2 separate regions of the Mus musculus genome follow, and region 2 is linked to region 1. A link is a contact called in public HiChIP or PLAC-seq data. All regions are on one chromosome and are shown on one strand. Each heading gives the region's core, a stretch centred on a gene start, on an enhancer-like site or on the middle of the called end of the contact. The rest is flanking DNA. Distances are from core to core; before and after follow the strand shown. Region 1 holds the start of Sbsn (suprabasin). Region 2 holds the start of Scn1b (sodium channel, voltage-gated, type I, beta).

Region 1 (7,306 bases), core at 4,543-7,042:
CATGAGGGTGTCTGGATTCTGACGTCTGGAGTAGGTGGGGTCTGCAGTCTGCCTTTCCCCTCCAGGGCATCAGACGCCCCTGCCCACCAGGACGGGAGGGGTGAAGCAGGGTCAGGGAAGAATATTGTGGTTCCGTGTCTTCTACTGTCTTCTTCCGGGTTGCGGGGGTTGCTTCTCCAAGAATCTTAGTGCTATGACTCTTAGGCAAAGGCCTTCTCTGGCTATCTTTAATGAAGCGGCTCTCAGAGATGATCTCAGCTTGTTCATATTTCTTCATTTGGGGTGGCCTTGAACCTACACAGTTTATTCCGTCGAACCAGGGGTTTTATAGATACAGTTTTGGAGAAGGGCTTGAGACTATGCAGGGACGGGGAAAGGTCATTGGCTCCAGAGATGCCTCGTTTCCTTGGGGACGAATTTCAGGTGCTGTGCTATATGACTGTCTACCTGTGACTGCCTGATTGGAGGTCTCAGGGTTATGGGTTACGTGCTCTGAGGCAGGAACGGAAACAGGGAAGGAGTTATCTCCACTCATGCTGGCCTCAGGATAAGATTCTAATCTCAATTTTTGAGATTTCCAGGGTTTAGATTTTTCTCTGCCTTTCCAGATCTATGCCCCACATACTTGCACTAAACATTTAAAACACATGTGTAAATAAAATAGAGTAAAAATAACAATACCTTTTTTATTTTTAAGTTTTAGCTTGAGGTTGAGTCATGGAGCACTTAGCCATTATGCCTAGTAAATTTTCTGTTATATTAAACATGTAACCTATGTGATGTGCACAGCTTGCTTCTTACCCTTGGCTGGTGTAGGAGGGTCCTGGGGATTGAATCCAGGTTTTCACATAGGCTAATCATGTGCTCTGCCATGGAACCCCACTCCTGCCCACACATACCTTAAACCATACGACTGCTGACAACTGCTCCCGGCCGTCTGTGCTGTTGAAGAGCTGGGGCAGGAGCAGGAGCATCTGACACTGGGGTGGCACTGATGTTCAATTTATAAAAAAGATCAAGTACATAAGTACCTGGGGTTCTGATGCAGGAGGCCAACTTGGAGCTAGCCTGGACTACATAGGCTAGCCTGGACTACACAGTGATAGCCTGTATCCAAACAAACAAGGAACTGGAGAGACGGCTCAGTGGTTAAGACTGTTTAATGCTCTTTCAGAGGACCTGGGTTCGATTCTCAGCCCCTACCTGGCAGTTCACAATCTTCTATAACTCTAGTCCCAGGGTATCTGATGTCCTGTTCTGGCCTCCACAGGCCCCTGGTACACACAGACATACATTCGGGCAAAATAGCTATACAATAGAATAAAAAATAAAATTATTAAGAACAAACAAACCCTTCCCTGCAGTATCTAGGAAGCACAGGTAAGTCAGGTGTGTCTGTATATGCATGACAAAAACACCTGGTCCCCCTCCGCCCCCCCCCCACACTCCCTCAATGTTTTTCCTTTAATTTCCCTTCTTTGCTGGAAATTGAATCCAGGGCCTTGGGCAAGCTAGGCACGTTTTCTTCCATTCAGACACTCCCTGGGGTTATTTTAATTTTATTCTTCCCCCATCTCTCTGTGTGGAGGCCAGAGAACACCTTGTGGGAGTTGGCTCTCTCCTTCCATCCCATGCGGTCCGGGATTGAACTCAGTTACTCAGGCTTCGCAGCAATCACCCATTACCTGCTGAGCCAGCTTGTCAGCTCTTATGTAGTCTCTCATCCTCAGTCTTGAAGCAGCCTCTAAGCCATGTCTCCCCACAGTGGTCTGTTCTTTTCCTTGGAGTTTTCCTGTGTTTAGCACCTCCCTATGTCCTGTTGCATGTCACCCTCACCAACTGTGTATCCTGGAGGGGTGCAGTATCCACAGCTGTGTCTCAGCATCTGGAACAACATCTGATATAAACTGAGCCTCCTCCTTCTTTTAAAACAATACTTATTTTATGTGTCCAAGTGTTTGGCCTGCCTGCATGTCTGTGCACCATGTGCAATTCTGGGTGTCTTAGGAGGCCAGAAGGGGGCGCTGAGTCCTCTGGAGCTGGAGTCACAGATGGACCCTTGTGGATGCTGGGAACTAAACTCGGGTCCTCTGCAAGAGTAGTCCACATTCCTACCCACTGAGCCTCCTCTTCAGGCCCACTCTTCTGCATTTCTTGAGACAAGATCACACTATGTAGCTAAGGCTGGCCTCTAAATTGCTACGATCCTCTGGCTCAGCCTCCTAGATGCTGGGATTACAGCCACCATGTGAAGCTTACAAAGCAGGCTTTCAGGAAGTGTCTAGAAAAAAAAGCAAGTGAAAAATGTCCCCTCAAGCCCAGGGCTCACATGACCTCTTATGACTCACTAACAGATGCCTTTACCTGCAGGGCCGGTTGACACGCAGCTGTGACCAACGGGGTGTGAGGCTTAGCTACAGAAAGGAGTCACTATCCTAGAGAGAAGGGTGGAAGCCCAAAACTCATACAATGGCATAACCTTGTTCTCCCCCAAGCCCCCATGGAAGCTTTCCGTTTACATATAGAGAGCCTGTTTCATAAAGCCAAAGCAAGAACCAGATCATGCAAGAACTGGCCATGAGACCGGTTGGCAAGGCCCTGGAGAGCTAAACTGAATATAAATTGGAAGAGACAGGCATGGATCTGTAATCGCAGCTACTTGGAGGCTGATGTAGGAGGATCATAGATCAATGCCTATCTGGGCTACAGAGTGAGTTCAAGGCCAGCCTGGCCACCTAGTCTCAAAATAAAAACATTTTAAAAGGTCTGGGTTTTCTGGCACATGTCTTTACCGTTAGCACTTGGAAGGCAGAGGCAAGCAGATCCCGGGAGTTTGAGGCCAACCTGGTCAACATAGTGAGTTCTAGGATAGCAAGACCTACAAAGTGAGACCCTGTCTCAAAAATAAAAATGAAAAAAAAGTTAAAAAAAAAAAAGTCTAGGATATAAAGAGCCTTGTGACAAACATGCTCTCCTAGCATGCGTGAGAAAGCAGGATGTATGCGGTGGGCCACCCAGATGCTATTGGGCAAAGTTTTCTTTTGTATGGTGGCACATACATGTCATCCCAGCCCCTGTGAGGCTGCAGCAGGCAGATGAAGAGGTCTGTGCTAGCCTAAACTACAGGCAGAGATCCTGTCTCATAAAACCAAGGTCAGAAACATCAAAACACCCCCCCACCCAGAGGCGGGCATGGTGGTTCATGCCTGTAATCCTAGTACTTGGGGTGCTGAAGCAGGTAGATTGCTATGAGTTTGAGGTCATCCTGGACTTGTATTGTCTAGCCTAAACAATTAAAAAAAAAACAAAACAAAAACAAAAACCAAAGGATCAATAACCCCCCAAATCCGATGTTAGAAGTGACAAACCTGATTAATAGCAAGAGAAGTAGAGTCACGAGCTCTTCTCCCAACGTCTGGTTTAGATCAATTTTATGGGCAGATCTGCCAGATACCAGGGAACAGAAACATATACTAGTGATGCATCTGCTTTTCTAACTGTGGTAGATGCTAGGCTGAGCTAGGAAGCCCCAGGCAGTCCCTCTGTAGGGCCTTCTGGGTAAGGCTCTCACTATGACACCCTTGAATGGGTGAACATCCTGTTTGAACATACAGCACTGTGACATGAAGTGACATGATATCCTAGAGTCTGAGCTTCTTCCACTGGCTTTTCTGATAAGGAGAAAGGTGAGAAGTCATGAATCCATTGGCAAATGGTGACAGAAAGCTGAGGAGAGGGGCCAGTGGAGGGAGAGAAAGGTGGAGGAGAAAATACAGAGTGCTGGTGCATGCCTGCTACAGTCCCAGAGGATCAAGAGTTCAAGGCCAGCCTCAGGTACATAGTGGGTTCCAGGCCATTCTGGGCTACAGGAGACCCTATCACAACAAAACATAGAAAAAATAGGTAGGATACCTTTTTAAAAGGGTAAGCCGAACCTATCTATCTTGGTGTGGACCAGGATTCTGACACCCCTACCTCCATGTTCCTGGCTCCCTTCTCTGCCTGGCCTCTACTCTCCGTCATTAAGGGATGTGGGATGCTTCTGGCTGAGTGCCTTTGTCATTGGAGTGTGAACCTGGGAAAGAGAGTCACTTTGCAGAGTGGTCCAGTTAGCCACCTCTGCTGTCAGCTGTCAGAGTTGGGAAGGCCCATGCTCCCGGGTCCCTGGTTCTGGAATGTTTGGTTCTGGGTGTGGCTATTGCTTCTTTGAGGGGACCACCTCATGCTCTGGTTTGAAGTTGACAACACGTGCTGGTTCTCAGCCACGCCTGGGCACCCACACAGATAACTACCTCCTCCGCTGTGCACACCCGCATTCCTCCATGCCTGAGTGTTCCACTGCTCCCTCCTCTCTCCTCGCTCAGCCTCACTGTTGGCATTAAAACCTAAATACACACACACACACACACACACACACACACACACACCGTACCCAACTGTTCCCCACCTACTGGCTCTTGTTTGCCTCCCTCTAGACTATCCTCCAGGTAGACATACTGGGGAGGATTCATTACCTGCCCTTCCTTCTAATGCCAGACTTTAGCCCCAGGCCGGGCTTGCATCTCCGTCCCCCTATACTCGGAGCCAACAGTACAATGCTTGGGGCTTCAGGTCAGGGCACTGGAGGCCCCAGGGGAGCAGAGAAGGAAGGAGAAGGTCCTGGCCCCCAGCCCACATGTCTGAGGCAGCTTCTGCTCCACCAGGTCTCCAAGCCTCTCCCTAGGGCTGCCTCGACCGGCTTTTCAGGTATCACTGCGTCCTTTCTCAGCTCATGGCAATCAGCCCCCAGCCCTTGCCCAGGGACTGGGAGGAGAGGCCTGGATTCTGTCATGAACATGTGATCCTGGTTCCAAAATTTGAGGCCCTCCCCAAGAGACCCTATGTAGCTTTGGGGACCCAGTTACCCCTTCTCCCCAGCATGCTGTGAGGTGGGTCCAGGCTCGTCGTCTTTCCTTAGCTTCTAACCCATCCATGAGCTCCATCTATGACTATAGTTACTGGGCCTCAGTTAATATCTCGTGAACTGGGGTCATAGCAGTATCCAGAACAAAGGGCCCGATAGCTAGAAGTGAACAGTCTAGGAGGGGAGACACACTTAAAAATTAAAAACAATTTCAGATTGCAACAAGGTCTATAGAATCAGAAGGGTGACATCACAGAACACAATTGTCATACCTGTCACACCACACTGCCTGGGGCATGGTCAGGAAGGGCTTTCTGACATGCTGGCCATTTGAGCCAGGTGTGGAGTTAGTGGAGACAGCTGGGTCACACTCTGGCTTCCAGGCACATGAAAAGTTGCCAGACAGCCATGGGGGGCAGGGTGGAGGGCTGAGGAGCTCGGACAAAGGCCATGTAACTGGAGCAGAGAGAGAGGTGGGAGAGGGAACTCCAAGGACAAAACCAGGCAACTCCTTCAGCTCCTTGGGGTGGGGGTGGGGGGGTCCTCTTCTCCCTGTCTGCTTTCCACTCTTCCAGAGTTATCCTGTAGAGCAAGCCTTCTAAGAGGACTGACAGGGTGGTTAGGGATGGAGGGTGCCTGAAGGTGGGTTCAAAAGGAAGGAGGATGGCCAGTGGGAGAGAGAGGAAAACAGGAGGGGGCTGGGCAGGGCAGAACCCTACTGGGGTGGAGGGCCTGAGCAGGTTAAAGAGCAGAGGCAAGGATCTTGTCCATGAATCATCCTGTCTTCCTCCTCCTCCTCCTCCTCCTCTTAATTGCTCAATCCCAAATATCTCTGGGAAACACCCCCTTGACTGAACCGAAGTCAGAGCCTCACAGGAGGGATTGAGTCATGAGGGGTGGGGAAGAGGGAGGGAGGTGAAGGATAAATAGCGGCCTCGCTCCCTGGCTCCTCTCTGCATCCTCCCTGCCTTCCCAACAACATGTATCTTGTCAGTTTGCTCAGCTCCTGCTGCCTCTTAGTGCTCCTGGGGACTCTGCCTGCCCGGGCAGCCCATGAGGATCCCGTTGAGAAGGTCATAGAAGGGTTCAGCCGAGGGCTGAGCAATGCTGAGAGAGAGGTGGGCAAGGCCCTTGAAGGCATCAATAACGGAATCACTCAAGCTGGAAGGGAAGTGGAAAAAATTTTTGGTGAACTCAGCAACATGGGCAGCCAGGCTGGCAAGAACGTGGAACATGGCTTGGACAAAGTAGCCCACGACATCAACAGTGGCATCGGACACGCAGGAAAGGAAGCAGAGAAGTTTGCCCATGGGGTCAACCACGCCGCTGGACAGGTTGGGAAGGAGACAAACAAAATCATCCATCATGGGGTCAGCCAGGGGGGCAGTGAAGCAGGGAAGTTTGGTCAGGGGTCCCACCATGCTTTTGGTCAGGGTGGGAATGTGGCAGACAAGTTAGGTCATGAAACCCACCATGCTTTTGGTCAGGGTGGGAATGTGGCAGACAAGTTAGGTCATGAAACCCACCATGCTTTTGGTCAGGGTGGGAATGTGGCAGACAAGTTAGGTCATGGAGGGAATGTGGCAGACAAGCTAGGTCATGGAACCCACCATGCTTTTGGTCAGGGTGGGAATGTGGCAGACAAGTTAGGTCATGAAACCCACCATGCTTTTGGTCAGGGTGGGAATGTGGCAGACAAGTTAGGTCATGGAACCCACCATGCTTTTGGTCAGGGTGGGAATGTGGCAGACAAGTTAGGTCATGAAACCCACCATGCTTTTGGTCAGGGTGGGAATGTGGCAGAGAAGTTAGGTCATGAAACCCACCATGCTTTTGGTCAGGGCGGAAATATGGCAGACAAGTTTGGTCAGGGGGCCCACCATGCTTTTGGTCAGGGCGGAAATATGGCAGACAAGTTTGGTCAGGGGGCCCACCATGCTTTTGGTCAGGGCGGAAATATGGCAGACAAGTTTGGTCAGGGGGCCCACCATGCTTTTGGTCAGGGCGGAAATATGGCAGACAAGTTTGGTCAGGGGGCCCACCATGCTTTTGGTCAGGGCGGAAATATGGCAGACAAGTTTGGTCAGGGGGCCCACCATGCTTTTGGTCAGGGCAGGGATATGGCAGAGACATTTGATCAGGGGGCCCACCATGCTTTTGGTCAGGGTGGGAGAGAGGGAGGCAGACTGGTGCAAGGGGCTGGTCAGGGACTTAGCCATGCTGCAAAGGAGGCACAGCAGTTTGGTCATGGTCACGGGCATGGTTATTATGCTGCGGGGCAGACTTGGCAAGAAGGAGACAAAGTAATTCGTCCCGGGGTCAGCCAGGCTGGGGAGGAGATGGAGCAGTTTGGCCAGGGTGTCCGCCATACTATTAAACAGGCTGAAAAGGAAGCAGAAAAAG
Region 2 (7,783 bases), core at 470-2,969, 380 kb after region 1:
TTTCCTCTCCACCCTTATTACCAACAGTGGATGCCAAACCTGTCCCTGCTTCTCACTCCCTGTGTGACCTTGACGAGTCACCCATCTCCTGAGAGCCTCAGTTTTCCACCTGCCTTTCCCCTAGCCTGTTAGGTGGAAGAATCTGTCATCTTTATTCCCAGTAGTTGCTAAGTAGAATACACACACTGGAGGCCCTGGGAAAGAGGATGTCACTGTGGTGAGTAACTCCACTGAAGTGCCCAGGTCCTCAAAAAGCCAACAGCCTTCTAAGTGGTGGCTCTAGCATTAAATGTCACTCCCACCATGAAAGAGGTCTGCAGAGCCAGTCGTGGGTTGAGAGATAGGAAGGTTGGGTGAGGGGGTTCACTCTAGCTCTGTTTCTTTCTTCCCCTAGCTTCTGTGTTGGAATCCATCCCCTCCCGATCTTCACCATCTTGCCCTGTCCCCTCTTCCGCAGACTCACTTCCTCGCTTCAAGACCTTCACCCCAAGTTAAAAGTTCTTTGCTTCACCACTGGGTTAGAGGCCTCTGGTCCCTCTTTCACCCACTTACCTGCCACCTCTTGTGTCCCACCACACACTAACTGTATAAGTCATGTCACCAACTTTAGCTCTGGGTCTTTTCCTTGTCTCCCCAACCCCCAACCTCCTGATCTCTTAGTCTTCAAGGCTTCTGGTTCACCTTCCCGTTTGCTCCAGTCTCCCCCATGTTTATTCCTCCTAAAGGTCTCTGAAGATCCCAGCAGGGCTGTATTCCGTCGTTTTCCCACCACTGTATGTCTCGCCATTACTATTACTGTTGTTGTTTTAAACTCCATCTGGCAGGCATTCTGTTCCTGGGACTGCCTCTCTATCTCCATCCCTTCCTGGTCTCTCCAGATCTTTCTGCTGCTCTCAAGTTTCTCTGTTCCTGGCTCCGGTTCCTAACTCTCTCCCTCCAATGTCCCTGTCTGCCCCAGTCTGTCTCTCAGTTTACCTCCACGTCCAGGGCATGCCCGGAGTCCTCACTCGGTATCCATGCCTCCCGGTTCGTTTCGGGCCCCAGTCCCAGGCGCTGCCTTCCCCCACCCCTCACGCGGCTGTGGGTGTCACATTGCAGCCTGCGGGGCTCTGCAAGCAGCTGACTCCGCGTCTCCTCGCCCCCGGCCCGGCGCCCGCGGCGGCACCTCTGTACCAAGTGTCCCTCCACACCCCCCCGAGAAACCCTTGCATCTCCACGATCCTTCTGTGCCGTCCAGGGTCCCGCGACCCCAACGACCTCGCACCCCGCACAACTTCCCAGGCCGGGACTTGGCGCGGCTCCGGCCACTTGGGCGGGGGGCGTCCCGAGCGCCGACGGCGCGTGTCCCCCAGCAACACTCACCCAGCGCCGCGCCCACCACGAGAGCCAGCAGCGTCCCCATGGCCGCGCAAGGCGGTGGGTGCGCAGAGCGCGGCGACAGGCGATGGGCCCCGGCGGCGACTGGCCCGGGCGCGGGCGCGGCAGCTGCTGCTGGGGGGGCGCGCCCCCCCGCTCCGGTTACCGCCGGGGGCCCAGCCCCGGGGCTCGGAGAGCAGGCATCCCCGCCGCGCGGCGGGAGGCTCGGGATGCTGCGTGCGCGCGCGCCACAGGGCGCATCCAGGCTGCGGCGACCCCTGCCTGGCTCCGGACGTTGCTCGCGCTCGGGCTCCCGGCGCTGGGGTGCGGACCGCGGGCTCCTGCGCACTGCAGCGGCGGCCCGGGAGGGAGGAGGGAGACGGAGGAGGGAGGAGGGAGCGGGAGGGGGCGGGATGAATCACCGCGGGGGGAGGGCGCGGCCGCCCAGCCTTTGCCGCAGCGGCCCGGGAGGCGCCCGGGCACCGGCCTCTCCGGTGGCTTCGTGGCTTCTGCACACCCGTTGCATGGTCTAGGTCATTCCGGCTTCACCAGACTCTCTGGGGGTGTCGGAACCCTTTCCTCTTCCTCTTCTGAGAAAGGTCATCTCTAGACACCCAAGAGGACTTGGAGGACAGTTTGAGGGACCAATTTCCGTCTTCCTAATTATAGAGGTTAACCTTATCCAGTTCTTGGGGAGATAAGGCTGAGACATCCCAGAGACCTACTTATGACACCTGAGATCCCTCGGACTGGAGATCTCAGGACCTAAGAGGGCATGGCGGAGTGAAAGGGTCAAGCTAGGTATACATAGAAACCTGTAGACCTTATCCAAGCCAAAAGGGTACCTTGGCATCCCACAGCTCTGGGGGTCGGAGGTGCGGGATTTCAAAGGGGCCATTCCCGCGATCCCCCGCTGCTACTCTGACGTCATCTTCTCAGCTCTCCTCCCACTCCATCGTCCACCGTTCCTCCACCCCCAGCACACCAGCTCATCACTGCTTCAGGGCTTTTGCCCTACTTCCATTCTGCCTGGACACCCCCCACCCCGACCCCGCCTACTATCCCCAGGTGATGGAAGGGCTGATTGTGCTGAAGCCCAGGGCTCCAATGTCACCTTCACAGTATTTTCTGTGCCCATTTTGAGTAATCTGCCTTTCTCCACACTGACTACATCATCTTGGCTCTTATTTACTTTGTCAGAACAGCTGTCAGTACCTAACATTATGGGGGTTTGTTTTGGTTTTTATTATATTTTACTTACTCTGTATGTGTGAGACCATACACCAATTCCGAGGCATACATATGAAGGTCAGAGGGCAACTTGGGGGGGGGGGAGTGAGTCCTATATGTTTAACTTTGGAGACAGGATCTCACTATGTAGACCATGCTGACTTCTAACTGGTGGTCTCCTGCTTCAGTATGTACCACCACACCACGTTCGTATTCTTTTATATGATTTGTCTGTTTGTTGTGTGTACCTCACCCCCTGGGTGAGGGCACTGACCTGTGTCCCAAACAGGTCCCTAGCACCTTAACTTCTGCTAGGATCGTTAAAGGGCCACCAGGACCAAGGTGGGAGAGAGACTCTTGGCAGGGGTTGGCTGGCCCTGTCCTAGCTTCCAGTTCAGCATGAAATAAAGCCCCAGTGAAGCCCCAGTGTGGGGCAGGTCCAGGACCTAGCGGCCAGGAGCCAGGGACACCAGACACCTTTGTGGTCTGGGCTTTTGCGCCAGCACCTCCTAAGCCAAGCCGCGAAATTCCTTGTGCAGAAAATAACCCTTTCCCAGCTCCTGTGGCTCTGGTGGGGGCTGGGAGGAGGAGGTGCAGAGAGGACAGACCTTAGCAATGGACACAGGGGCACCTCTTCACAGCCCTACAAGAGGAGCCCTGCTGTGGTAGAGGCAGAGCAGCCTTTTACTCTGATGAACTGATTTCTTCTTACTCCAAGGTGCTGTCCTTCTGCCCCGTTGGCAGGTATGAGGAGCGAGCTGCAGCACGGGTGGCAGCCTAATCACACAGCTGTGGTGGCGGGAGGGCAGGGTTTGCCCTTTGCTTGCTCCTGCTTCCACCCAATCCTCCCACTCCACAACTTGGCATGTGCCCTTCCAAAGGTCCTTCTACCCAGACAGACCTCTCTCAGCCCAGGGTTTGGAGGAGGGCGTGGTTGGGATCTACTAGTACCACAGATGGTTGGCGGGGAGGCACCTGGTTTGGGGAGGGATGGCATCCTGTGTATAAATGTGAACATCAGGGGCTAGAAAGATGGTTCAGTGGTTAAGAGCATTTGCTGCTCTTGCAGAGGACCCAGGTTCGGTTTCCAGCACTCACAGGGTGGTTCCCAACCACTCAAAGAGCTTCAGTTCTAGGGGGATCCAGTTCTGAGGACATGGTCCACAAACACCCATGCAGGCAAAATACTCATCCATACACACAAAGAATAAATAATAAATCTAAAACAAAAAGTTAAATCTGGAGATGTCAGGGGGAGAGGAATTATGCTTCAGTGGTGGCCGTGAGGGTGTTAAGATTTTGTCACAAAGCCTGGCTTGGTGGCACACGCCTTTAATCCCTGCATTAGGGAGGCAGAGGCAGGCAGTTCTCTAATTTGAAGGCCAGCTTGGGAAGTGAGTTCTAGGACAGCCAGGACTACACAGAGACCCTGTCTTGTATCCCCCCCTCCCCCCAAAAAAGATTTTGTCCCACAATGAAATGTACAGCTTGGTCCCCATTTGATGGTCCCTATATGAGTCTATTTTTCCAATTCTTTTGTGGTAAATAGTTGACTTACTCTTTGCCAAGCCTTGTTAGGAGCCACGTAAATGCTGAGCCTGGTGATGCAGGCCTGATATCCCAGCTCCTCATGGGGCTGAGGTGGGAGCAGGGCAAGGTAAGGCCCTACTAGGGCTTTACTGGGTAAGTTTAAGGCCAGCAGGCCGTTTAGTGAGAACCTATCTCACAACAGAAAAGATTTAGAGACCTAATTATTAAATCTGGCTAAAGGCAGCCCATACCCTGGGGAGGTAGAGGCTGTTGATCCCTGTGCGTGCAAGGCATGCCTGCTCAACATAGTGAGTTCCAGGACAGCCAGACTGTCATAGTAGAACCTCACTCAAAATAAATAAAAATAAAATTTTAAATTAAGAAATAAAACAAGATGTGGAAAGCCTGGTTGTGAGTGGTACTCAGTGGGTACAGTGTTTGCCTAGCAAAAGTGAAGGCTTTAGATTCAATTCCCAATACCCAAAGAGCAAGTCTCTTTGATGGCGGTTCTCAATGTGGCTCTCCCGTGTTCATGTGCTCCCACTAAGGGGCTGCTAGGTATGCAGGCCACTGGGGCAGTTGCTTTGGGCTTGCATAAGGTACAGCTGGCCTCAGTGACAGGAACAGGACTCTAGGACCTGGTTCATGACGGCAGGGTTAGTGGGAAGCCTCCATCTGCTTCCAGGACCCCACAGGTACAAGCCATAGCCATTTCCAACCCTTTATTGGGGTCATTATTCCCAAATAAATACATTAAACCCAGAGGGTTCTTGTGCACCCCAAAAGGTGCCCCCCACAACCCCAGCTGGGCAAAATAAGTTAGTTGGAGGGGGAGTCTGCCAAAGACCAGGCCAGCTCCCTGGCTGAGCAGGCAGTGGCAGCTGGAATCGCTCACACAGATCTAAAGTGCATCTTGGTTCTATGGTCCCCAGGTCTGTGTGGCTCTTGGCAGGGCCACAGTGAGGGGCAGGCAGGAACCTCCCGGCGGCATTCGCACTGTGCCAGCAGTGACTGCCAGGGTTCCATGTGTCCTTCTGTCCGTTTAGGGGTGTGGCTTTTCAATCAGGAGTCCTCAGGGAAAACTGTCATCAGGCTGTGGCTGAGTGTCCAGGGGAGGATCCGGGACAGTAATTCCTTGATGTAGCTTCTCCAAGGAGAACTTCATCTGCCGGAAGAGGTGAGGGAGGTAGGATGAGCACACTCTCCACGCCATTCTGCACGGTCATGCTGCCTCACCACCTGGTAACGTCTCAAGGTGGATTCAGGTGGACCGGGTTCAAATCTGGACTTTGTTATTACTAACAGTGTGAGGGTAAATTCCTTCATTGCTATGGGCCCGTTTCCTTGCCTGGAGAACAGGTGATTAATATAATCACCTGATTAACACCCCAGCTTCATAGAGTTTTGTCAGAGATTTGAGGGATGCTAGAGCCTGGTCCACAGTGAGTAAGTAGTACACTGGGGGACTAAGTACCTAGCCTTGAACCAAAGGATGCTGCCTGCATACCATATCCTGCTTACTACTTAAATCTGAACCATCTCCCACAGGTTGGTGTGTCTATTGGTCCCCACTAGATGGCACTATAGCGGAAGGCTGCTGCCCCTTCAGGAAGCAGGGCCTCCCTGACTACTTAGGTTGCGAGGGGAGGCCTGTTCTCATGCTCCCAGGACACCCCCCAGGACGGTCAGCACATCAGGAGCCTAATAAACACTTCCTCCTTTCCTGGCTTGACTGTGAAATGTCCCTCACTCTCCTCATGCACTTGAACACTTAATCCTCTCCTGGGCTAAGGGAGGTTGTAGGACTTCCAGGATGCGTCTAGCTGGCAGACTAAGGATGGGCCTTGATGATTATAGCCTGGCCTTTCTCTCTGTTTCTATGTCATCTCTACTTTTGGACAGAGCCTTCCCAGTGACCCCGATAGACTACATCGATAAGCCATGAGATAAAATAAGCCTTTCCTGAGTCGCTGCTCAGTGTTGCCACAGGAGGAAGAAGACCCACCAGTTCACCTTTATGTCACAGAGAAAGCAATTAATCCATAGGGCTTCCTGCTGCACAGCTGGCTGGAGGACTGTCACTTCTGGATGGTGGTAGGACAGATCTGCTATGCTAAGGGCTCTTGCTCTCATTAATGTGCCACACCCCCAGCCCCTCACTGGGGGATTCTAGGCAGGGGCTCTACCACTGAGCCACGCCCCCAGCCCCTCACTGGGGGATTCTAGGCAGGGGCCCTACCATTGAGCCACGCCCTCTGGCCCACTAAACAGAATTTCCACAAATTTCTTCAGTTCGGTCCCTCAGGGATGCCCTCAGGGACCAAAGCTAGAGCCTTTCCCTCATTCTCCTCCATATCAGAGGCACCCACCCCAGTGCCACACATTTTCCTCGGTCTTCCTCAGCTGCTGGCTGCAGTCCTCTGGGATCTAAGAGGAGCACTATTTGGTGACAGGGTAGTTATTCAGCACCTCCTAGAAGCCTGGGCGAGGCTCACCAACAGCAAGAACATTAAGTGTTTACAGTGTGCTTGGCATTACTTCAAATGTCAGTGCACTGTCAGCTTATGAATGATGGCATTACTCTAGAAGTTCAGAAGACGCAGCCAAGGCCCAAATGACAGTCACTTACATAAGGTCACACAGCAGTCAGTCTGACCTTGAGTGTCCCCTGAACTCTACAGAGTGACTTCATCAATCCCTTTTTGGAGATGAGAACCAAATGCCCTTGTGAGAGTCACTCTATCAGCCAACCTAAGCCCAAGGCAGGCAGGGAACCAAGCCTAGTACAGCCCGGCTACTCGGATTGGGGAAGGATGGACATGTGACCCCAGCAGCTAGTGACAGAAAGGACTATCCTCTGCATGTCTCCCTAAACCAACCTGCTACTAGCAGCATAGAAAGAGGGGATTCTTACTACAGCCAAATGGCTGGATCCAGCCATGCCTGAAGGATGCTTTTCCAGGATATGAGTCTTGTTCCTTCTGTCCCATGGATCTCCCCAGCAAACTAAGAGGTCAGCTACCGGAACTAGCTTCCTCATTTTATGACGGAGGAAACTGAACCCCTTGGTTGTGATGCATCCTGACCCAAGGCCCCACAGCCCCGCATGGCTGCCGCATACCTCATCCAGGAGCTCCACGGATGCTCGAAGGATCTGCCTCCACTTGTGCACCTCAACGCTGTGGAAGTGCTTCTGCAGAGCCAAGATCTCCGCCCACTCCGTGGCTGTCTGGGGGAACTTGCTGTGGAGATGAAGAATCAGAGTGAGAATGGCCCTGGCCATCTTAACGTGCTTGAGCCCTGGCCCCAAATTCTACCCTCAGGCTCTCTCCTCTTACCCCTTGGCCAGTGCCAGGCTGTGCCAGGACTCAAAGGTATGGGCTGTTCTCTCCAGAGACCAGAGACGGTAGAAGAGGAGGGCATTGAGGGCGATGAGAACGATGAGGCTGGGGACAGAATCCGAAATCAGACCCCTGGGATCATGATGGATATCCCCTCCAGTCAGGCTTGGAGGTCTGCACCCGCCCACAGCACACTAGCACAACCATACCTTAAAGGGCACCGTCATTACCCACCCTTTTCAGAGGAAAGGGGCTCAGAGAGGGTGACGGATATGCCTAGGGTCACACAGCCCATAAGCAGAAAAGACAGGGTTTGCGCTTTGACC

What was found. HiChIP or PLAC-seq counts read pairs in DNA pulled down with a chosen protein or histone mark.
Region 2: an HNF4G HiChIP or PLAC-seq map of pancreatic cancer cells shows a contact between it and region 1. The contact joins the promoter of Scn1b here to the promoter of Sbsn in region 1. A contact is called at or near these places in 6 of 39 promoter capture datasets (the C10 cell line, cranial neural crest, frontonasal cranial neural crest and 3 more), 2 of 115 datasets of contacts at active chromatin or transcription factors (embryonic stem cells and pancreatic cancer cells) and 2 of 9 other capture datasets (adipose tissue and liver).

The regions. Positions count from the first base shown.
Region 1 is chr7:30,745,679-30,752,984 of GRCm38.p6, forward strand. It overlaps Sbsn (suprabasin), which reads left to right and starts at 5,793. Exons shown (of 4, transcript NM_172205.3): 1 at 5,793-7,306. The coding sequence starts at 5,884.
Region 2 is chr7:31,125,304-31,133,086 of GRCm38.p6, forward strand. It overlaps Scn1b (sodium channel, voltage-gated, type I, beta), which reads right to left and starts at 1,720. Exons shown (of 6, transcript NM_011322.3): 1 at 1,363-1,720. The coding sequence starts at 1,402. It overlaps Gramd1a (GRAM domain containing 1A), which reads right to left. Exons shown (of 19, transcript NM_027898.4): 17 at 7,455-7,562; 18 at 7,238-7,358; 19 at 4,824-5,281. The coding sequence ends at 5,189.